Regions from separate parts of the Mus musculus genome. Here regions 1, 2 and 4 are each linked to region 3. The links are chromatin contacts, called in public ChIA-PET and HiChIP or PLAC-seq maps. All regions are on one chromosome and are shown on one strand. Each heading gives the region's core, a stretch centred on a gene start, on an enhancer-like site or on the middle of the called end of the contact. The rest is flanking DNA. Distances are from core to core; before and after follow the strand shown.

Region 1 (5,352 bases), core at 602-3,101, 240 kb after region 3:
TTTTACCCTGAACATATCTTTGCTTAGAAAATAAAATTGTACCATACTCATAAAAATGTCAGAACGCTATTTCTGATAACTTCTGAACTACACAACAAATTTTTAACATTATAATCAATTGGAGTGAGGAGAAAACGAAGACAATATTAGGCCTAGGGGAAGATGAATGATTGGGGTGCGTATAAGCACGACAGCAGGAACAAACCCTCAGGTAGAGTCAAAATCTCAATTCTATACACGACATCAGGAGTTTTGATTACGTGTGATAACCTACACAAGTTGTGATTTTTGTGTGTACATGCATAATAATGTTGAGAGGCCAGTCCCACATTTGATTATTAACTAGCTTTGCTCACCTCCTATTCTGGGGAAGAGAATCAAGGGCTAGATTTAGGGTTTTTTGTTTGTTTTTGTGGCTCTTCTTCTTCCAGTCTCATCATACAGCCCCGGCAGGCCTAGAACTCATTCTGCTCTCCAGCTTAGCCTTGGACCTACAGGCCCACACCTCTGCCTCCTACATGCTGGAATCACAAGCTTGTACCATCAGCCAGGACCAGCCCTGTGCTCGCTCCAGACTCAGTTTTCCTCTTGTGTCCTGCACTGCTCACCCAGAGGAACCTCGAGAATCTATGCTTCATGTCCCCAGGGCACGCATCACACCTAAAAGAGAGGCTGAGTGGTTAAGAGCAAGCCCTGGCTGCTCTAGCAGAGGACCTGTGCTCAGTTCCCAGAAGCCATGTGGTGGCTCACAACTATCTGTAAGTCCACTTCCAGGGGATCTAATGCCTTCTAAGGCCTTCTTCTGGCCTGTGGGGAACACCAGACACGCTCATGATACAGGCACAACATGCATGCAGACAACACTCACACACGTTAAATACATTTAAAAACAGGCAACAGAACATAAGCTGTTATGCATGTAATGTGGTACAACAATAAATACTTCCGCTGGGGGAAACCTCAGAGCCTATGCGACACTCAGAACCCCGACTCTGCTCATTCTCAGCATGTGACTCACACTCAGTGGTTCAACTCCAAATGTCCAGGACACTGAAGAGTTACCAGGGTGCCTAGGCTCTGTAAGTTCTCAAACTCTTTCAGGGAGTACAAGGCTGGGAACAGGGGCAGTGTGAAATGTGAGGCTCAATGGGGGTGGGGGAGGGGCTTCCCGTCTGAGCAGATTCAGCTTCCTGGGTTTCATCAAGGAACGGTATCATCATCAGGTCGTACTCTTACTCTAGCCCTCCTCCTGAAACTTTCCAGAGATGTCCATACATGTCTAACCAAGGAGGCCACCTCCCAACATGCAGTGATAAAAAGGCTGGGCTGGGTTAGTCCACTTCTTTCTCAGAATGCAACGTATCACACACCTCATGTCCAGTTGGAAGCACCCCCACTGAGCAGCTCATGCCGCCTGTAACCCTAGCTCCAAGGGGATATGTCGCCTGAGGCTTCCATAGGTACCTGCACTCACTTATACGTACTATCTACATGCGAAATCTACAGGTAACGTCTACATGTATGTGTACATGGGCACATACTCACATGTAGATACACACATACACATAACTAAAAAATAAGTAAAAAATTTCCAATAAAGTCAAATAAAGACACAAGGTCTTAGGGGGCTTAATGTACTCTCTATCCCCTGACCCCAGGCCGTCCCAACACGGGGAGGGGCTATGATCAGAGAGCAATATTGAGCCTATGGGGCAAGCATGCTGTGTGTGTGTCCCCACCCAAACTTCTCCTCTTTAAAGCTTCTCTGGAAAGGTGTAGTGAAAGGACAGCCGAGCCTAGCTCATGTCTGCATTCCCCCGCTCGCTTGATCACTTGACAGGATGAAGCTCGCTTGATCGTGTGCAGTGGGTGGTGCTTGATGCACCCAACACCTGCAAGTGCATTAAGTCACACAGAGAATGAGACATGGCACAGGGAATGTATTCCTTGTCAGAAACCAGGGGACGGAAGAAGGTGCCCATCACACTGTAGAGGCAGCCTACACACACCCACCCACACCATGTACACACACACCACACACACTCACACCCACCCACACACACCACATACACACACACCACCCCCACTCACACCCACCCACCCCCACCCACACCCACCCACCCCCACACAGACACACACACCCACACACACACACACACACACACACACACACACACACACACACACCAGAGCTGGCTGTTTCTCTAAAGAGAAGCCAAAATGGAAAGGAAGCAAAGCCTGGGCCTTAACCTCAACCACCCTGGGGACAGTTCAGGAAATGAGCAGACAGGTCCTGCCCTTTCGAGGTCCTCCCTCCGCACAGCTCCTCCTGTGCGTCTCGGGGGCTTTGGCTGGCATGAGGTCACCACTTCCTTACCCCTCAGCTCAGTCTTATCTCTGGAATCCTGAGTCACCTGGGGCAATATCCTCTTATCACCTGGAAGAACAGCCTTTCCAGCACCCATCCATCCTTATAACCTCACTGTGCCTGTACATGGACTTGCAGTGTAAGTTGCTACTGTTTCATTTTCTCCATGTCTTATTCTACACTATTAACTAACGTTATTGAGGAAGAAACTCAAACACAGGGGTGACATTATTTCCTAAGGTCAAATAAGCAGAGCAATGTGAGCAACCTAGCAGTAGAGCCTACTCCAGTGGTATGTAACGAAGTCACAGGCTTCTGTCCTAGTAGTCAAAACTCCTGTGTGATTAAAAACGTGAGTGGCCCAGTCAGAGGGAAGGGTCTGCAGTCTGCTCTGAGCAGCTGGTCCCCAGATCTAGGAGATTCAACTTTCCTTTTAAGAGGTTGCAACCAAACTGACTCCTGTATAGTAAGAAAAGCAAAAAAATAGCACAAAGGTATAGACAAAGGCCATTCATTAGGTAATCTCCCCCTCACCAGCCATTTAAAACTGGAAACTGAGAACCGATCATGTTCTTAATGTCTGAAAGAAGAAAACGCAGCACGTGACTGTCCTCCACATGAGAGTGCGGCACCCGGCATCAAAGAGTGCATTGTGCTACACACACACAACGGGGGCAGACTTGTAATGACGCAAGTATGTGACCTTCAGGCAGCAAACACACTGTCTGCTACCCTAATACGTTCTAGCTTTTACTGTAGAAACAGTTTTCTCAGCATCTCCTAGGCTCTACAGACCTTAAATACTATCTTGTCTACAGTAAACATACAATCTTTTTTTTTTAAAGTCAGCTAATCGGACAAATTCCTCCTCTCCCCCTATGTCTTGCACTTGAATCAGTTTCTTACAAAGCTGGGCTCAGGATCATTCACTGTGATTACCTCTGTTTCCTTAACCATGGCAACCCGCACTGTAACTGCTCACTATCCCTCCACTCGGTGTACGTGGGCACAGAGCACACAGCACGTATTAACCTGGACCCCACTGAACATCGTGCTCAGCGGGTGATGCATTTATGACAGGACTCTCCTCCTATGTTTAAGTCCCCAGCTAATGATGCTACCACGCTAACATCCCATGTCAGAGGTGTTCCCAGCTGACGGCCACTTTAAAGTTCCAGCGTCCGTCCTGGTGAAATGGAGAACCCCTGTCCAAGCCAAGGTTACTCCAAAAGAAAGGTGCTGGGTGTCCCGCCCCCAGGAGCTCCTGCCTCCCTGGACACTCTATCAGAAGGCTCAGTCGGGGGCAACAGGGTCAGTGGGCGAGAATGGCTAGCCTCGCTCAGACATGGGAAGCTACAGAGCTCTGAGGGCCCGTTCTAACTGGGTTAAGAGAGGATTTTTCACAGACTGTGATAAAACGCCGTGCAGGAAAGCAGGAGCACGTTAATCTGGGAAAGGCCATTTCTGAGACTTTTTCAGACTGCTAACCTCCCTCCTCAGGCTTCACAGGCAACCGCTGGCTCTGGAGAGTTAACTTGTGAGTCACTGTCCCTGTAGTTACTGTCCCTCTGTCAGGCTGCCCATCAGGATTTACTTCCAAAAAAGCAACTCCAGGCAGCTAAGACTAGAGTTGACTCCTCTCTGTCGTGCCGGGAGCCCAGCACCAGCGCTTCAAGCTCAGTGCCCAGGAATACGTTACTTCTATTTATTTAATAAGGAGGTTTTTCCTGTTGTTGTGACACAATGGGGCACACACACACTGTACTTAAAAAGGCTGGACCTCAATGCAATCGAGCTCCCAGGATTCATTTCCAGTTTCAGGAAATTCAGGTGAGAGAGAAACATAATCCCCACAAGAAAACAGATCCATCCAGAATGTGGGGCACTTGCTCTGCACACAACTCACCTGGTTTCTCAAACTCCTCAAGGGTGTGGCCAAGAGGGAAGGAGGGTGCAGCTGGGAACTGTTCTTCACTAGGAGAGAGATAGCTTCTGCGCCAAAAATGGCCTTTCCTAAGCCTTTTTCTTTAAACCATTATGATTAACAAACAAACAAACAAACAAACAAACTTTAGAGTATTTCTTGGCCAGGTGTAGTGGTGCGTGCCTTTAATCCCAGCATTTGGGAGGCAGATAAAAGGTTGGCCTCTGTGAGTTCGAGGCCAGCATGGTTGAGTGACTTGCAGGACAGCCAGAACAACATAGAGAGGCTCTATCTTGAAAGCACAAAACAAAAAATTATATTATCTCTTGAGGCTGGGTGTCACTATCTAGTTCTGGATGACCTAGAACTTACTATGTACAAAGACCAGGCTGGTCTCAAACTCAGAGAGATCCACTGGCCTCTGCCCCGAGTGCTGGATTAAAGGCACGTGCCACCATCCCTGGCCCAAATTTGACTTAAAAAAATTATACATTAGGTATTACATTATACCCATTAAAAAAGTAACTACGGGTAGTTGTTTAATGACAATGTGGCCAACTGAAAAAATACAGCCATGTTTTCAAGGTGTACATAACTCATTAGATGAAGTAACTGAGGCCTAACATTTACTTTAAAATCTGAAATAAAGGAAAACCAACAAGAGCTGGGGATTTAAGCACATGGGGCAGAATCCCGGTAGCTTTTTAACATATACCCAACAGCTTTGTATTATGCTTCAATGTCTTAAGGAAGCTCAAAATATGCTTACACATGAAGTAAGCCCACTCTTTCCAAGCTAACCACATTTTTAGGGGAGTAGATTGAAACTGTCAGCGAGCTCATACAATAGCACCCTGCTTGGGAGACTTGGGAGAGGTGCTCAGACCACCACAGCCTGGCGCTGGGAGGCAGCAGTGCTCCTTTAGAAAGAATAAGTTTTCTTTCGTTTTCTTTCTTTTGTTTTTTTTTTTTTAAGATTTATTTATTATATGTAAGTACACTGTAGCTGTCTTCAGACACACCAGAAGAGGCATCAGATCTCATTACAGATGGTTGTGAG
Region 2 (6,130 bases), core at 3,194-5,693, 230 kb before region 3:
CCCCCAATAAATAACTTCTTTAAAAGAGGACACGAGAAAAGCCAGTTACTATGGTTTGGATCATAATTTCCCAAAAGGGCCCATAAGCTAAGGGCTGGCTTCCTTTAGGAGGAAGACTCTAGTACAAGGGAGCTTTAGGGCCCACTTCCAAGGTGATGACAAGCTGCCTGTCCTCTTTCTGTTTTCAGCTGTTACTAACGGGCCTCCTCTGCAATGTGACTTCTATGCAATGCTATCTTTCAATGCTAGCTAGGGATAGCTAGCCAACCACACAGAAACCATGAGCCATGATACCCCACTCCCCCAACCACCCATCCCCAATCCCTAGTCATCTCACTACGTAGCAATGACTGGTCTAAAACTGTTATGTAGGTCAGGTTAATTACGGGCAAGCACCATCAGGCCCAGCCATCTTTCCTGATAAACTGATGACCTCAGTATTTTGTCAGCACAACACAACAGGCTCTGGTTGACAAGTTCCCACTGTAGTGTGGGTTCTTGCTTACAACGTGCTCCTGTGCTGTAATCAAGCACACATACCTAGCAGCTGTTTGTTTACAGAAACAGCTGAGCAATCCTAGGAGGAAAACTCTCTGGTGGAAGACAAACAACTACAAAGTCTCACCTAAAAGCCAAAGCCCTACTTGGTTAGGGAAAGGTGTGGCTCTGAACTGCATATAGTCAGGTCATTCTAACCTTCTCTAGTTCATGGGACCTAAGGAAAGAGGAAGAGTGAGGGAAGAGAAGCAAGGCGAGGTAGGGAGAGTGGGAAGATGCACCTATAAGCGACATATTCACAAGTATCTCTATGAGAAGTTTCTGAAAACAATGGAAAAGCATTTTGTATGGCAAAGGGCAGAGCTACCTAGCATCACTAAAAGGACCTTAGACACCAGGGAGATGGCTCAGCCATTAAAATACTGCTCCTGAAGAGGATAAGAGTTCTGTTTCCAGCACCCACAATGGGCACCCTATAAACAACTACCTGTAACTCCTGCTCCAGAGGGATCCAACACCTCTGGCCCCTCACATACCTGCATTCATTTGCATATACCCACACATATATGTATTTTAAAAATATTGAACAAGAGAACAACACACAATAGACTCCAGCCGTGAAAGGCACCAAGGGAACCTAGTGAATTTTGTAGAAATATGCAAGTAGGGGCAACGTGGGTCTCATTTGTATTAAGACTAGGGAAACCATTATGTCTAGAACCATTTGTGACAACTTGTGAGCATATAAGGAAATTATTCAGCATCCCTGGCTTCTATAAAGTTAATGTAGCTTGCTGGGCACGGTGGCTCACACCTGTAATCCTAGCACTTGGGAGGCAGAGGCAGGAGGATCAGCAGCTTAAGGACATCCTCAACTAGCAAGTTAAGGCTAGAGGCGAACTGGGCATGCACATGCTCTCGTTCTCTCTCTCTCTCCCTCTCTCTCTCTCTCTGTTTCTCTTTCTCCCCTCCCATTCCCCTGCCCCCCAAACTCTGGGGTATGTATTTCTGTCTCTCTACATACATACACTTTGGAAAAGTAAACTTCTAAAATTACAAGTAGCCCAATCCATATGGTGCCACTTGTATTTTTGTATTTACATTCTTTTAGAGGTTGTTTTTATGCTATGGACAGGAGAGCTTTTCCTGCATGTATACACGTGGGTGTGCCATTTGATGCAGTGCCATCAGAGGCCAGATGGTGTGCGATCCCCTACAACCAGAATCCAAATGGTGGGTGCTGGGATCTGCACCCAGGTGGTCCACGAGAGCACTAGCAAGCAGGCTTAACCACTGAGCCAAGACTTCAGCCCCTCTGTTTACACTCTTTAGGTACATAAACATGTACAGTAAAACCAAGAAAACCAGAAATATTAAGGCATAATCCAAAGACCTAAAAGAGTCAAAAATTTTTTAATATTTCTTTTATTTTTATTCATATGTATGTATGTATGTATGTATGTATATATATGTATCTGTGGGTGCCTTCAGAGACCAGAAGGAGGCATGGCACCTATAGAGATAGATACACAGATGGCTGTGTGCGGCCTGATGTGGGTTCTAGGAACTAAACTTAGTTCTTCTGTAATAGCATTGTGACTTTTAAGTCAGTGCGGGCTATGCATCAAGACCCTACCACAAAAAGAAAACAAGAGTAATCAACAGGTTTCTTCTTAGTATCTTAGAATTTGATTTTATAAGACACAATTTGTGCTTACAGGGCTATAGAGATGGCTCAGCAGTTAAGAGCACTGACTGCTTTTTCAGAGACCTGGGTTCAGGTCCCGGAATCCACATGACAGGGAACTGTAACCACAGCTCCAGGGCTCTGACTCCCTCGTCTGGCCTCTGAGGATACCAGGTACACACATGGTGTACAGACATACACACAGGCAAACCCATACACATAAAAGTAAAATTGTATACAATACATATAGCTAAAGGAACACTGTAGTACACTGGCACACACCTTTACTGTATTGGTATTCATGGATTTTAAACTTTACATAAATGGACTTATACATTTTTCACTTAAACAACTTGGCATTTATGGCATTTGTTTCCATTGTTGCCTTGTCTGCTCTGGGGACTCTGTATCAGGCCCCTCTTGCTCCAACATAACATGAGCATAACGTTAACATAACGTACCTGAAGGACAGCCTCAGCTCCAGAACCCAGGGGGACCTGTGAAATCTTTCCTGACACTTCACTCCACTCTGAAATTCACATTTCCTGCTTGCTTGCTTGCTTCCCTCCCTCCCTCCCTCCCTTCTGTGGTGGCTGGTCCCAAGAATACTCTGAACACTGCACCTCCATGACGGGGCCGGCTTCCTGTCACTCCAAGCCCAGCCACCGTGCCTCCTCACCATTCCTTGCTGCATCTACATTCCTCCTTCATAAAGTCTGCATCTTAAAGTCCAGATTAGTTAGCATTAGGGCAAATTTTATTAATTTTTGCATCATAATATCTCTCTTACATTCTTTTAAAAGTTAATTGTGCAGGAGCTGGAGAGATGGCTCAGCTTTTAAGAGCACTTGCTGTACTGCAAAAGATCTGAGTTCTGTTCCCAGCACTTAAACATCAGATGGCTCCCAACCCCCTGGAACTCTAAGTCCATGGGATCAGCTATGTTCTTCTGGCCTCTATGGCCTCCACCTACATTCCTGTACATACACACATACATACAAATGGAAAATAATGTAAGTCTTGAGCAGTCTTAAGAAGAAAGGTAACGCTGCTGTCTGGTTCTGGGTTGGAAGCACTATGATGCTCTCTCTATCTTCCACCTTCCCAGCATGGCTGGCTGGCTGTCTCTCTGGGGACTATTGTAGCTTTGCAGTAACTGTCATGGTGTGTTTAGGTGTGACTCTCTTTTTCCATAGCCCTATTTGGGATTTATTTATCTTCTAAAACCTTCCTACATCAGTGTGAGAAATGTCCCAGCTGTCACTGATTTTGACTATTGCTTCTCTGTGGGATGGTAAAACCATGACAAGAAGCTTGGTAAGGTAGAGTGGGTCTGAGACCCAGAGACCTGGTGGACATATACCTGAGATTTAGGCAACTCCACCGCTCCCTGCCAGATTCCAGGCCTGGAATACAAGTCGCACTCGACACATAAGGAAGCTTGATCTGTGGTCATGTAGGCACAGAACAGAGTTCTCCATGCTAATGAAGTACCTACAGGCCCTGAGGGTTTAGCCAATAAGCTTCCCTTTCCAGACATTCTATCTCCCAGCAAAAGGTATTTAATCTCGGGTCCACCCGAGAAGTTGGCATGGTACGGTATGTATCCATTTTCCACGATGAGCAGTCGTCAATAAACAGCTTAGAACAGTGGACTGTCTCTTTCATCAAGATCTGCCGTGGGGAGCCATGAAGAAGGCATTTGACTACCGCGCTTAATTCTCCTGTAGAAGGCTTCTCTGCGCTTCAAGCCACAACCACCACAAAGCTAAGGACAATCACTGCTGAGTTAAACCAGAGCTCCCCTTGGTCCCCACCCCAGACTAGATGCTGTCCTCAGCCCGCAGGCCCCTGACTCTGTTCCCAACTCCTCGAGACTCAGTGACACCCAGATGCCCATGAGTTTGGGTGCCCCCAGTCCCAGCCCCATTGAGGCCCTGTGGACCCCCAATACTTTGTTCCTGATTTCCGGGGGCCCAGAAGTCAGCTTCGGCCTTCTCATACCTCAGCCTGCACTTCCACTCTGGGAGTGGCGTCTCTGCTTCCTTGAAGCCCAGCACCTGCCTCAGCGTCTGAGTCAGCTCTGTGGGAAGCGCAGCCAAACTCCCTGCAGAGGCAGGCGGAACAGGACGGTTTTTCTCTAATCTCACTGGACATGACTTCACTTTCTTAGAGGTTGCTGAGTTTGAGTCTCAGTCACTCACTCTCCAGCAAGCCAAGAATGCTCTAACTTTTAGGAGGTAATCACTGGGGGCGGGCTTTGAGAGGAGCGCCTAGCCACACTTCCTGTTCTACTTCCTGTTCCTAACTGCTGGGTGGGCCTCAAGCTCCAGCCGCCTTGCCCCCCCGACCTTGGTGGGCTCTGTCCTCTGGAATGGTAAACAGAAGCAAAGCCGTCATTCTAAAAGTAGCTTGCTAGCAGCATATTCTTACAGAAAAGTCTCTCGACAAACTTACTTTTCTTTGATAATTTGAGAACTCAATCTCTGTCATGTGTGGGGTCTGCTACCTGTTTGCAGTGGCTGGTTAATTTATGGTCAGCGATTTCGTTTTTGTGAGTGGGTCTTGCTCAAAGCACCCAGATCATGAACTTAAGAGCCTCCCTCCTCAGCCTCCGGAGAGCAGGGATTACAGGTGTGATCACAGTGCATCTTGGAATTTCCATTTCATATGTCTTCATTTTTTGCATTACAGCCAGGCCTTGCACATCCCTAACTGGTACTCCACCAGTGAGCCTTATTGTAGAATTCTTGGTTTTCAATTAATTTCATAGAACTGAGGAATTCTTTGAAGTTCATGTTTAAATCATTCTGGGAATGTCGCTCAATGGTGGAGTGCTTCCTACCATGTGAAAGCCCTTGCTCTGACTTCCTACGTCACACACAAAAAAGACTCTTCTGCAAAGGTGATTTATGCTCATTCCCGATAGGTCTCTGCAATACCCAAACCCCATTAAAACAAACTTTTAGGTGGAGACCTTGGGGGTGGGGGTGGGAGGCTGGGCACAAATTCAGACACAGCAAGGGCTGTGATGGGAAGTTCTCAGGACAGGTCTATATTGGGGATTGGTTCCAATGCTTTGAAATAACCTGGTCCTCAAATTGGGAATCTGCATGTCCAAATGCTGAAGGTCCTTGTCCCCGATTGGTTTTTGATCGATTAATAAAGATACCAGCGGCCAATGGCTGGGCAAAGGGATATGGGGCAAGACCCTTAGATTTGCATGGGCTAGGGCGAGAGGTGGGGGAGGGAGGAGAAGGAAGACTTGGGGGAGAAGGATGGGACATAAGAGCTGCAGGAGAGAAAGCCAACAAGCCATGTAAGAATGCAGGAAAGTGGCCAATTCGGGGATTAGGGTGACAGGCGGAAGTTTAGGAGTCTCAGGAATACTGCAGGAGGTCATTTGCTATTAAGGGAAGGTTTAGGAGTGCCCAGCCTTTGAGCTAGTCACACATGTCAAAAATTAGATGGTGTATGTGTGTGTGTGTGTACGCGCCTGCATGCATTCGACCCACTGGGAGCCAAGTGGTGCAACCCTTTACAGCTACAGGTGTACTCATTGTAAAGCCAGGGATAAACATGGGAGTGCATGCGGGTCTGAAGTTGGTCTCAAGAGCTGGTTATTTTCATAAACCATCCATGCAATGTTTGACACTTTAGGCATCCTTTCTGTATACTGTCAGGTTTGAACTTCTGACTCAGCCAAGAATAAGGCTTCTCTTTGCCATGCAAGCAGCTTCCTCTTAAAGCCCACGATCTGAGCCTCGAAGGACCAGAAGACACCTTCAGCAGCAGACAGGGCTCACCTGCCCTGTGCAGATGCACTTTCTTATTATCTGGACAGTCATATTGTTCTCTTACTTTGGTGCCAATTCAGTCATGCTATTAAAAAAATATTCTACAAGTTTTTATACAGTATTTTCCCATATTTTTGCCAGAGAAATT
Region 3 (6,014 bases), core at 601-3,100:
GGAATGTCTACTGGCTATTGCGAGTCTAAGCTTGCCTTTTATCAAACCTTCTTACTGCCAATGGAGGCCTGGCAGGCTGAACCTGGGGACACTCAGGAGCACCAAATGCAAACAGGGAAGTCTCAACAACTAAACTGTGTTTAAATGGTAAGGATACAATGTAGGCAAAACAGCAAGACCGGCTAATCTGTGCAGACCTATCAGCAAGACTTCATCATAAAACAAAATTGAATTGTCTTTAGCACAGAATTAGTCTTGAGTGCAGGCCCAGAGTTCCTTTTCCAAACTTTTGGGCCAGGTGTGGTGCAGGCTTCAGAAATGCCTGGATCTCAGAATGAAAGCAGTGTTCACAACAGGGACTTCGGAGCACCACCCTCCAGCGTAACACGTGAACGCTCACACTAGAGGGGCCAACACTACAGCTCTGGTCGGATCTGCCATTGCCACTAGAGCTATTTCAACGTTTGGGATGTTGAGGTTTTCAGAATGGCAGACAAAAGACTGTAGACCATCATCTCTGCTTTTTGGATTTTTGAGTGTGCTTGAACTGGATAAAACATGCACATGGGGCTGGAGAGATGGCTCAGCGGTTAAGAGCCCTGACTGCTCTTCCAGAGGTCCTGAGTTCAGTTCCCAGCAACCACATGGTGGCTCACAAGCATCTGCTATGGGATCCGATGCCCTCTTCTGGTGTGTCTGAAGAGAGCAACCATGTACTCACATTAAACAAACAAAACAAACAAGCATGTAATTCTAAAAGTAAATACAAATAGCCACGCAGTATAAGAAGACCGCCGCTCATAGTCCTAGGTAATTAATCCACTTAGAGGCCAAAGGATATGAACAGACTCAGTATTGAAGAAGGCAAACAAAAAGCCAGAAGTTGTTAAGTCAACAACAGTCAATTTCCTTGACATATATAGGAAACACTTAAATTTGCTAGAAAGCAGGTTGGGGAGATGGCTCGGTGGGTAAGGCACCTGCTGCTGCAAGCTTCAGGACCCAGGCTTGGATCCCCAGCACATATAAAAGAAGCCAGGCATGGTGCTGTAACCCCAGAGCAGAGGAGCAGAAACAGGCAGATCCTGCGAGCTCACTGACCAGCTCAGTGTGGCCAGAATGTGGCTCCATGTCCAACGAGAGACCATCTCAAAAAATATGGTAAAGGGTTCGAGAAAAAGACTCTGACATTGAGCTGTGGCATCATCTATTGGAGTAGGAACCTGCTCTAACACATCAAAACCCCAAATTACTAGAAATTCAGGCTTTAAATCCATGTGGTCTTAAAAAAAAAACAAAAAACCAAAACGAAACCCCTACACAGTGTGCTTTTCAATGTAAAGCTGAGCGATCAACTAGTTCCCCAGGAAGAGTGAAATCAGTCAACATGCTCCCCCCAGGAAGAAATGATTATCAAGATGAGTCAGAAATCACCCAAGTTTAGTTACCTCCAGACCCTTCTGAGACTTCTCAGACTCATTTTGAGAAGTTAGCTAAACACTGTGGTATAAGAATTTCTTCTCGGTCGTCTCCCAGGAATCCCCACTAATGTGGTTGTGTCTTGCTATGGCCTTGCTTCTGTATCCCCATGTGGTCCTCACTGCCCCCATCACCTCCATTCCATACCCTATCCCCAGTGAATTCTAGAAACTGAAGCATGTCTACAAACACACAGTGTGGCCCAGTCTTGGGGAACAACTTCAAATTTTAAAAAGGACTTTCATCTAGGTTCACTGCTTGCTAAATATAAAAATAATGATTCAACAGGAAAATTGGGTAAGTCAGGCAAGAAATACTGCCTGTTTTTGAAGATTCTGCTGTCTCCGTGGTTATAGCTGTTAACCACAGCTTTCAGCTTTGGACCCAACAGCTTGATACATTGTTAGCATTGGCTGGTGTTTTTAGCATGCAAACGTAAACCCCTTAGCAACAATGTTGTCTAGGGAATTGGAAGGCTTAGATTCTCCTGAGTTCTAGATACATTGCAGGTGACCACTAACTGTCTCCTTACTGGTGAGGGGCTAGTTTGAAGATAACATCTTTTACACGGTGCTAGATTGATATCATTTATCATCATTTTTTATTTTTGTTGAGACAAGGTCTTACTGTAGCTCAGAATGGCCTGCAATTCATAACCCTGTCTCTGTTTCCAAAATGTTCAGATTATAGATGTGTACTCATAGAGCCCGACATAAACTTTTGTGTGAAATGAAAAAAAAAAACTATGAAGAATATAACAGACACTGTCCTACCCTGAATAGTTTGGTTCAATGCTAATAATGTGCTACGTTTGTATCTTTTTATTTTAAAGACAACAACAACAACAAAAACCTTGAAGGCTTAAAACCTTCTTATGCCTGCCTTATCTAGATCCTTCCCCATGGGGGGGGGGGTCACCAGCCTTTGAAATGGGGGTGACAGCATGTTTGTTTTTCTAGGTGTGACACAGAGCTCCCTAACTCTTGTTTCCACAACTTAAGGTTTCACCTGCTGCTTGTGTTGTACAGTCAATGTTACAATGTTACAGTGTTACAATGTTACAGTGTTACAATGTTACAGTGGTATAGTGTAACAAATGTTCCCTGGCTCATTTTTCTCACTGCCTGACTTTGCACCATTTCTAACCATTGGTCTGTATTATTTCATATTTCCTCAGGCAGAATAAAGTCCCTAAAGGGCTTTCATAATATAGTTTCATTTAATGTAACAGACAGCTGTCCTACCCTGACTAGTTTGGTCCAATGTTAACAATGTGCCACATTTGTATCTTTTTCTTTATTTTAAAGACAAAAACAAAAAACAAAAAATCTTGAAGAATTAAAACCTTCTTCATTTAAGTGGGCAATGCTTTTGAACTTAAGTTTAGATTTACACTGATATTAAATCTGCACACAAACCCTCCAGATACCTTCAAGCTATAATTTCTGTGAGTTTCTGTCTACATTGAAGGCAGCAGACCTGGATACTGGTTTAAGACGGCAGTGAAAAATGAAAACTTAGAAAACAAATGGTTTCTGAGCAAGTTGGATCCAGTTCCTGAAGTTGTCGAACAGAGTTACTAAGGGCTCGGTGTGGCACTCTAGACTCTCCTTGACTTCCACCTAACATTTGTCTTTGAAAAACAAGTCACACTGTTTAACAGCACAAAGATCTTGAGAATGAAGGATGCTGAAGGCGGAGAGGCACACTCACCTGCTCTGGATGCTGAAGGCGGAGAGGCACACTCACCTGCTCTGGATGCTGAAGGAGGAGAGGCACTCTCACCTGCTCTGGATGCTGAAGGAGGAGAGGCACTCTCATCTGCTATGATGCTGAGGGCAGAGAGGCACACTCACCTGCCCTGGTTTCCTTCCTGCTCAGGTCTGAGCTGCTAGGGCACGAGGAGGCCCTGGCACGCCGTTTCCCAGGGTCCCTAGGAGGAAGAGCAATGGATGAGACACAGAAGTATTTTCATTTTTATAAACTGCAATTTGTTCATGTCAGGCTTGGAAGAAACTACAGAGACTAGTTTAAGAGATGGGTTTGGTGCCCATTTGTCTGCTGTCACCTGCCTTTGCCTCCTAAGATTTATCTGTGAGAACACAAGTCTGCTGGCTTAACAGTATGAAATATAACACTGGAAAGAACCAAAAATAAAAAATAAATTTAAAAATCCAAAATTGACTGGGGGGTGAGGTAGTAGTGGTAGTGGTGGTTGTTGTTAATGATATGGACCACAAGAGGCCGCTGTTACAACAAGAAACAGAGGAAGAAAACCAGCCAAGGGAAAGCCAGCTTGCTCTGTCCAAGGTCACATGAGCAGGGTCAGCTCTGGAATGCGGAGCTCGGGATTTTTCAACCCACTGTTCTTTCCACTGCACCACAGCACGTCCCATTCCCACTTTAAAACTCAAGTCAATTAATAGTCTCTAAAAATACTCTTAGAAATATTTTAAATGTTAAAAATAAAAAAGTAGACAGTGTATTTGGGCAGTCCTCAGATGAGAAGCGTACGAGTAGCCTGGCTAGCTATGGAGGCACTTGACTCTGCTGCCTGGCTTCCCCACTTACAGCTGACCTGAAGGTATTGCCTTTTAAAGATCTGTATAAATTCCCAAGGTCACTCAGGCTAAAATGGCAAGTCTGACACAATTTCTTTTTGATAATTCCACACACTGATTTTAATAATATTAACAACAATAATCTAAATAATAATAAATATATAAGTTATTATCATTTTGTTTTTGTTTTTGTTTTGTTTTTCAGACAGGGTTTCTATGTGTGGCCCTGCCTGTCCTGGAACTCACTCTGGAGGCCAGGCTGGCAGCAGACTCACAGAGATCCTCCTGCCTCTTCTCCTGAGTGCTTGCCCTTGGTCTTTACTCCACCACCACCCCCCTGCCCCAGATTTAGCCTCTTCACATAACTTTTAGTATTTTTTTTCCCTGTCAACATGTTTTTGGTTTTGTTTTTAAAGTCCAGATGTTTCTCTTTGTCATAAAATAGGGAAACTTGGTAGGACCAATTAAAACAAAAAGGCTCTAATTTTCTGAAACAACTGAATTTTTGCAGCAAGATGTTCCTAGCCAATAAAACAGAGAACATGAAGACAAATTCCCTCAAAGACAGAACAAAAGGACTCAATCCATGGAAAGATTGTCGAAGCAAGACTTCATGAGTTACACGAGAGCAGGGCAGTGGTGGCACACGCCTTTACTCCCAGCACTCAGGATGCAGAGGCAGGAGGATCTTTGAGTCCGAGGCCAGCCTGGTCTGCAAAGTGAGTTCCAGGACAGCCAGGGCTACACAGAGAAGCCCTGTCTTGAAAAACCCAAACCAAAACAACAACAACAAAAAGTTACATGAGACCCTATTTGAACAAAACCAACCCTACACCCTGCCCCCTCCCCCAGCGGATTCACACAGTTAATGGTTGATGGGAGAGGGGGAGAAATTGTCTTCTGTGATGTAGCAATGGGTAAGGCATCCAGACTCCTATAAACAAACCTTCATCCACACTTCTAGCCAACCCTAATGGAACTCACTGGGACACACACACACACACACACACACACACACACTCATGCACACTTACACGCACGTGCACACTCACATATGCTCAACAAGAGTGGGAGGGGGGACGAGAGAGGGTAATGGAGGTGAAACGAAAAAAAAATCCATCAGATACGGGCATGACAATTGTCATGGAACCCATTATTATCTGTAACTAATAGATGCAAATAACAGGGCTGTTGAGGTGGCTCAAGGTGAAACGGTGCTTGCCCTGCAAGCCTGGTGACCTAGGTTTGATTCCCAGAATGCACATAAAAGTGGAAGGGGAGAACCAACTGCACAAAGTTGTCCTCTGCCCACTAGATACTGTGGCAGGAGTACACATCTATCAGAACACACAAAATCCTAAAATTAAAACAAACAAACAAACAAACAAAACTTCAATGGGGTGGAAAGCAAGGAAGTTCCTATATTTTTAATTTCTAGATATAACCTGACATTTTTAAGATCAAGAGTTTCATTTCTGTGTGTGTACGCGTGTGTGCATACGTGCATACATGTGTGTGTACACACGTGCATACATGTGTGTGTGCACACATGCACATGCATATATGTGTGTGTGTCCCTTTAATAAACACTGAAATCTAACAAGACAGTTTTCAGCTCACAGACCCACCCCTGCCCCCACCCAGTGCCTGTCCACTCTCCCTGAGACATGGCCAGGGGTAAGGCTGCCTCCATGACACCTCATCTGTGCCACCTCCCTTCTAGAAAAGAATGAAAAGGACAATCGGTATGCACAGGCTTGGCAGTGTTGCTCCCCGAGGCTGCCAAGAAAAGATGGACTTGGGACCCACTGCCATCGTACACAGTCATCATGGTTTGGGGGACACTGAGTTCATATCCTAGGTCAACACTCACAGCCTGTGACCTCGGGAAGACTACCAGGCTTTGGTTTCCCCTCCTAAATCTACTGCAATGCTTCGGTTTCGGGTGTCAGCCAGCTCACTGAGGGGACTTGG
Region 4 (6,098 bases), core at 3,290-5,789, 210 kb after region 3:
AGAGCCAGCCACGGCTGGGGACTCAGTGATGCCCTGATGAGTGTGAAGTTTCATGGGTTTTCTGGGCGTTCACACTGGTTTAGGTAGCTGTGAGGATTCTGTATGCGTTGATGCTCCTGTATCTTAAAAACAAAAACAACAGCAACAGCCCCCTCCCCCAGCCAGACTTTAGGATGAAAAGAAAGCCGAGGCTGGCAGGCTTCACTGCTGTGCCTCTGCAGTCACTAAGCAATGTACCAATTAACCAGACACACTGTCAGGCTTCCTGGTGACCTCCACGGGGAGGAGGAAGAGTCTCTTCTCTCCTAGATAAGCTTTAAAAGTTCTTTACTGAGTCAAGGGGAATGAAGTGGGAGACCACAGAAGTCAGGAGGTATATTCTAAAGACATCGGTGGGTGCTGTCACCTGGTGAGAGGTAGTCCCTTGGTAACCCTGGCATCTATGGGGAAGGCTGCTTTCTGCCTAGTTATCACCACCAAGTCACAGGATGTTCTAAGAGTGGGAGAGGCCTCCAGAATGACATCAAACAGAACAACCCAATCCACTTGAACTTGGACTCGGAGCAGTAACGGTTCCCACTGCTGGTCTCCCACAACCGAATAACCTCACGACGCAAAGCATGTGTTTGTCAGCAGCATTTTTATCTTCTTGGCAGAGAAGAAATGAAGACCCTGATACTAATATGCTATGAGAGCTGAGAAGGAGCAACGGATGGAATTCTTAGGCTCCCAGATCCATGAGGCTTAGTTAGCAGCGATCTCTTGGCTGGGATTTTAATTGTCTGCCTGAACTGCAAGGTACAGTGAGGCGCTGTGATCGTCACGCTTGGACACTGAGAGTTTCAGGACAGCCTGTAACCCCATGGTCAAGCTGGGGACCAAGCATAGAGCATTCAGCGTAGACAAGGAAGAGATCCTCTGATGGACAGGGCGGCCTCTCAGAGTTCAGAGAACAGTTGTGCGTTGTTAGACTTAATGCTTTTTGCTGGAGCACAGAGGCAGCCAGACCCAAATGCTACACCGCACTTTGACACGTTCCTGTGGAGTTCAACTCCAAAGGTAAACACAATGCATCACCGGAAAAAGCAAGGGAGACCCGGAGGCAGGCAGTATATCTGGGGCTTGGCTTCTGCACGTCCCATCCCGGGCCTACGACTGGCCATGCAATGCTGGCCAGAGAGGGGACTTAGGAGGTACCATCTGTATAAAGCTCCATCTTGGCAAACGCTGCCATGGAGCTGTGACAGGCAGTGAGCACTCTTGAGGGACAGGCAGGCAAGGAGGTTCTAATTGCAGGGGAGGGCAGGTTTGTTTGGTGACAAAGCTCTCCAGAAGGAAACCTGGACCTTGTGAAACCAACCTGTCTGGAGGAATGGCTGTGCTCTGAGGGAGGTTTGTGCTGCCTCTTTGGCTGACCGTTGAGAGATTGGACCCCAAGAAATTAGAATCTCCCCAGGAATCTCCTGCAGGAGAGGAAATGCCCTTGAGGTCAGCCAGAGATGAACTTATCTCCAAGAGCAACATTTACAACTGGTCAGAGACCTCGCAGGGGAGGCGTGGCCATGAGACAGTCCTTGGGCTGCTGAGCAAAGCACCTCCTACTTTCAGTTTGAACCCCAGCTCCACTGTCAGTCAGCATGCCCAACTCAAGACCTGGGGAAGTCTCTGGCTCCTTCGTCCCCCTTCCCAACACGGCCTCAATGAATAATCCACCCCTTTTGGGCTCTTTGCTACCTATTTGTCTCTGATAGTTGGCTTATTGAGTTCAGGTGGCTGAACCAGGACACAGACAGATAAGTGTTGTTAACCATGGGAAAGGCACCGATCTCTACACACTGAAAGACAGAAAGCACAGCTTGCAGTGAGACTGGTGACATGTTGGGCTGGACTGTGATGTGCTCTACTCCTCAGCACGCTGGAGCTTTCCAGGTGTCAGGGAAAGCTTCCAGGCCTGGCTGAGAAGACAGAGCACCTCAAGAGCTTCTGGTTTCCAGGACACTTTGACGCCTAGATTTGTCTGCCTGTCCCGTTGGCTAGCCTCTGTGCTGAGCTGACAAAATGCAGGGAAACTGAGAGAAGCAGCAATCTTCAAACTTCACAGCTGAGGACAGAGAGCTGTGGCAGGAATCACTGAGGCTAAAGAGAGCAGAGGACTGCCTGTCTCTGCCTTGAGGGACGGCAAGAACCTCTCCGTGCAGACAGGATGGCAAAACTGTAGACTGCATATGCTCTTGACTCTTAGACGCTTCCGACTCATAGAATAATATGCCAAGTTGGGATTCTGGTCTTTTAAAAGAAACACTTTTGCCAAGTGTGGTGACACATGCCTTTAATCCCAGTACTAGGGGACAGTGGAAGGCAGATCATGTGAGTTCAAGGATAGCCTGGTCTACACTGCATGTTTTAGGCCACCTACATAGTGAGATCCTGTCTCAAACACAAACACCACCAGCAAAACCCAAATCAACCAACCAAAAGGAACTACTTTCTGAGAGGATGTGGTGGTTGTAGGAGTTAATCACCCTCAACTATTGTACCCCAAAGTTTAATTGGCAAAGACCTGCGGGATCCTCCACTCTCTCCACCACTCTCTCCTGGGGGTCACCTTGGGGACGCTCCGCCCAGCCTACTCTCCTCCTATCCAGGTGAGCCACCGCACAGCCCTTCACTCTGCCTTCCCCAGATGTTCTCCACCTGTGCCTTACATCTGGCACAAACATCAAGTGCCCAGGATGCCTACCCACACTCTGAGATCCCAACACTGAATTCCTTGAAAGCGGGACAGTCTTCACAACGGTGAGTGCCGGGAACACTCGCTACTTCAGGAGCATCGCCTTAGGCACAGAGTTTGCTCTCGAGAGCACAAATCCTTGTGACTGAAAGACAGTGTTCCCAAAGAGAGCTTAAAGTAAAAACACAACACAAAACAAAACAGGTTCGCATGAAGCCTTAGCTAAGTGAAGGAGCCAGGCTCTTTGAGTGGCCGGCCCCTACTTTCCTCCCTGCTCACTGCAATCCCCAGATGCTGCAGGTTCTAGGACCTCCGGCACCCAGCAGAGCCTTCTGCTTGCGGAGCACAAGTGCAGACTGATAATGCTTCCAGGAAGAAAACTCCTGTTTCTTGTAAGATGAAACTGAGTAAAAGGCGCATATAAACATTCAACAGACTCTCACCCATGGAATCAGTCTTCCTGTGTTTCTGTACAGCCCACCATATAAAGCCCTCAAATCCCACCATTAAAGGTCTTGCTACTCAGTCTCATGCTGCTGTCACAGGAAGAGATCCACCATCTACAGAAGAGAACTGGAGCCTTGAAGAAATGTTCACAGACCTAAGCCATGACCTGAATAGTTCCTATTTACCTTGCCCGGGTGTGACCCTGGGGTGAGGTGGGGTGAATTATGACAGCATGCAGGGTGAGACACTCACGGCCTCCTGAAGGTGGGTGGAGTGGAGACACCACCTCACTGAGGGGCCGGGTCCCAGGCACAGAAGACGGTTCACCAAAGTCCTCTTTCCTATTTTAGATATATACGTTGGATCTTGAGAGACTAATTTTCCAACAGAACAAAAATCAGTTCTTCAGATTCCAGAGTTCAAACTACACATCCATCTCTAAAGTAGGATCAAGACATAGACAGGGTGAAACAGATGAGGGCCAAAGCCCAGCGAGGAGGGAAACCAGAGTGAGCAGGAAGGACGGACCGGATGCTGGGTCTCCTCAGGCGGAGAGCTTTGCCCACACTCTGCCTTCCCGTGGAGCCCACCTCTGTGCCCCCCTGCACTGCAGAGCAGCCTGAAGGGAACTCCACTGGCCACGGCACTCAGCGACAGCTAGCGTTCTACTTCCACCACCTAACAGGCCCATCAGCACATTTTTGACTATTTATGACTGTTGGTCTGCACGGCTTTCTGATCATTTCCAAACATACAAAAGATCAACGGATGCTCCAGTGAGCCTCTGGGCCATGTTCTTTACTAGAGGCCCCAAAGAGTGAGTTAGGATTTTGACTTCGAACCTAAGTGTAAGAGTGCCTCTGGCTGGGGGTCTCCTTGGCCATTAACTTCCCTAAGGAACCAAATCAAATACTCCAGAGATAAATATTTAGCTGGAAAAAAAAAAGAAAGAAAATGTATGGGCTAGAATCCTTTCACTAGGAAGAGGGTGAAAGAATGGGACAGGGGAGGGGGGAGGGGGAGGAGGCAAAGGGGGACACGGCAGGAGCACAGAAACCTTCAATCAAACAGAGACTGACAATTAGAGCCTGTTCTCTACAAACACTGGCATTACCCGGAGACATCATGACCAAAGACTCTTGCCCTTCAACAAATGAACACCATAGGCTTAAGAGGTCACTAAACAAACAGAAGATCTGGGGTTAGAGTGAGGGTCATGTCTCTTGCTGGGAGGGGAGGAGATAAAAGCAGACCAGACTCTTGTAGCCCAGCAGTTCCTCAGTCTACAGAGCAGTGCTTAGCACTGGGGCAACACCTCGAAGACAGCCTGACCTTTCAGATGTTCACCCAACTGAGGCTTGCCAGAGCCACAGCATGGTGACTGGATTTCCTGTCTTCGTGTTATGCAAAACAAGCGACCACCAGCCCTTAGAGGTCAGACCGTGGGTGCCTGTCAGGACGGAAGAGCCAGGTTTCTTTCCTACAACAGTGGAATAGCTCAGGTTGGCTCTGGCTTCCGAAACAATGGGAGGCAAGGCTTCTCCCACAGTGAAGCCCGACCGCAGCCCCCTTCAGAGATGCTTTCTTTCTTTTTTCTTTTGGTTTTTTGAAACAGAGTTTCTCTGTTATAGTCCTGGCTGTCCTGGAACTCACTTTGTAGTGAACTCAGAAATTCGCCTGCCTCTGCCTCCCAAGTGCTGGGATTAAATAAAGGCGTGTGCCACCACTGCCCAGCTTCAGAGATGCTAAAGGAACACTTTGGTAAGGCTCCAAACCTTACCAGCCCATGCGGCAGAATCTCTCTTTGACAGCCTCTCTAATGTGTACTCCCCAAATGGCAAGCAGGACTTTGAGTGCAAAGCCCCAGAAGGCATGAAAAGAAACCTAAACTAGAGTTGGTTGTCAAGGAAAGCAGCTGCCTTCTGCAAACAGTGTAAGGCTGACTGTGGTCTGCCATGAGATTACGGGATCATGGGAGAAAACATCGTGCCCCACACGTTCTTACAAAAGGGGGGCTCTGCAGGGGAGGTGTAAACGTTTGTCCCTCTGTGTAAGTAAGCCTGGAGAGACTCAGAGACAAATAGCAGGACACCATCCCACAGACCCATCTGCGAAGCTCAGTTTTTCCGCCACAGGGACCCTGTGCAACTCTGGGTGAGCTGCAGAGGTGTTTTCACCTGCAGGTCCCCTCAGAGTAGAGCCCAGAGACAATGTGCTGAGGTGGGTGCTCATCTGAGAAACTGGCCCTTGAAGACAGGCACGAACTAAAGGAGAGGTCTTGCTGGATAGTTAACAAGAAGCTGGCATCTGAGTTCAGCCTGACCTTTGACCTTTGGAGCTCCTGAAGTAGCAGGACCTTATTTTTATGCTCATAGTAAAAACAAGTGGAAAATGTGTAACAGTGAGATTGTAGGCAGGGATGACCAAGAAATTCCAGCATGCTAAGGCATGCTAAGTCATCCGGCATGGGTCTTGTCAAGCTTAAGAGGGCTCACTGAAAGCCCAGACTACAGCCACCAAGTCCCGTCTCCCGCTCCTGTACATGGAAAAGTCCACAAGCATGGGTGAAGGATGGGGCGCTACCCACCCAGGACGTGACGCTACCAACACACAGCTACACATCAGACTCCCAGATCTCCAGAGCCTGTCACAGAGGTTCTTCAGTAAAATGTCACCTGGCCAGGGCTGCTCCTTTTAGCCTCAATGGGGCCACATGACCTTGGGTCAGCACACTGCAAACCAGTCTGGAGAAATACCAAGGCAGCGGCAAACCAGAAGGATGGGGCTCTGGGGCTGGGGACACTCGTCAGGGAAGGTGAGGCTGAGAGTCTGCCTTTAATAAAGTGGAAACAAGCTAAGTTTATTAGTGCTAAGTTTAGCACTAATAAAATTGAAGGCTATTATATATTTAAATCTCCCT

Evidence for each region. ChIA-PET counts read pairs in DNA pulled down with a chosen protein or histone mark. HiChIP or PLAC-seq counts read pairs in DNA pulled down with a chosen protein or histone mark.
Region 1: an RNA polymerase II ChIA-PET map of memory CD8 T cells shows a contact between it and region 3, with 30 read pairs. The contact joins two enhancer-like sites. A contact is called at or near these places in 2 of 484 Hi-C or Micro-C datasets (bone marrow-derived macrophages and nephron progenitors) and 7 of 115 datasets of contacts at active chromatin or transcription factors (bone marrow-derived macrophages, embryonic stem cells, fibro-adipogenic progenitors and 4 more).
Region 2: an RNA polymerase II ChIA-PET map of effector CD8 T cells shows a contact between it and region 3, with 7 read pairs. The contact joins two enhancer-like sites. A contact is called at or near these places in 1 of 484 Hi-C or Micro-C datasets (embryonic stem cells), 3 of 115 datasets of contacts at active chromatin or transcription factors (effector CD8 T cells, embryonic stem cells and memory CD8 T cells) and 2 of 9 other capture datasets (liver and pancreatic islet).
Region 4: a BATF HiChIP or PLAC-seq map of CD8 T cells shows a contact between it and region 3, with 9 read pairs. The contact joins two enhancer-like sites. A contact is called at or near these places in 1 of 39 promoter capture datasets (the C10 cell line), 15 of 484 Hi-C or Micro-C datasets (the HPC-5 cell line, cardiomyocytes, cerebral cortex and 7 more), 6 of 115 datasets of contacts at active chromatin or transcription factors (CD8 T cells, the HPC-7 cell line, cardiomyocytes and 3 more) and 1 of 9 other capture datasets (adipose tissue).

Annotation. Positions count from the first base shown.
Region 1 is chr10:42,218,325-42,223,676 of GRCm38.p6, forward strand. All of the region lies in intron 2 of Foxo3 (forkhead box O3), which reads right to left. Among named protein-coding and RNA genes, the nearest start is that of Gm38485, 54 kb to the right of the region's middle. Within about 2 kb of position 1,852, at least 103 of the 459 cell types and tissues checked have an H3K27ac peak or open chromatin away from gene starts, as enhancers often do. A contact at or near this core is called in memory CD8 T cells, where this site is marked.
Region 2 is chr10:41,747,823-41,753,952 of GRCm38.p6, forward strand. The region is part of intron 2 of Cep57l1 (centrosomal protein 57-like 1); the gene reads right to left. The region is part of intron 1 of BC048559 (cDNA sequence BC048559); the gene reads left to right. Among named protein-coding and RNA genes, the nearest start is that of BC048559, 4.2 kb to the left of the region's middle. Within about 2 kb of position 4,444, at least 76 of the 459 cell types and tissues checked have an H3K27ac peak or open chromatin away from gene starts, as enhancers often do. A contact at or near this core is called in effector CD8 T cells and memory CD8 T cells, where this site is marked.
Region 3 is chr10:41,977,186-41,983,199 of GRCm38.p6, forward strand. It overlaps Armc2 (armadillo repeat containing 2), which reads right to left. Exons shown (of 18, transcript NM_001034858.3): 6 at 3,336-3,412. Among named protein-coding and RNA genes, the nearest start is that of Gm33058, 21 kb to the left of the region's middle. Within about 2 kb of position 1,851, at least 78 of the 459 cell types and tissues checked have an H3K27ac peak or open chromatin away from gene starts, as enhancers often do. A contact at or near this core is called in CD8 T cells, effector CD8 T cells and memory CD8 T cells, where this site is marked.
Region 4 is chr10:42,188,677-42,194,774 of GRCm38.p6, forward strand. All of the region lies in intron 3 of Foxo3 (forkhead box O3), which reads right to left. Among named protein-coding and RNA genes, the nearest start is that of Gm38485, 83 kb to the right of the region's middle. Within about 2 kb of position 4,540, at least 52 of the 459 cell types and tissues checked have an H3K27ac peak or open chromatin away from gene starts, as enhancers often do. A contact at or near this core is called in CD8 T cells and effector CD8 T cells, where this site is marked.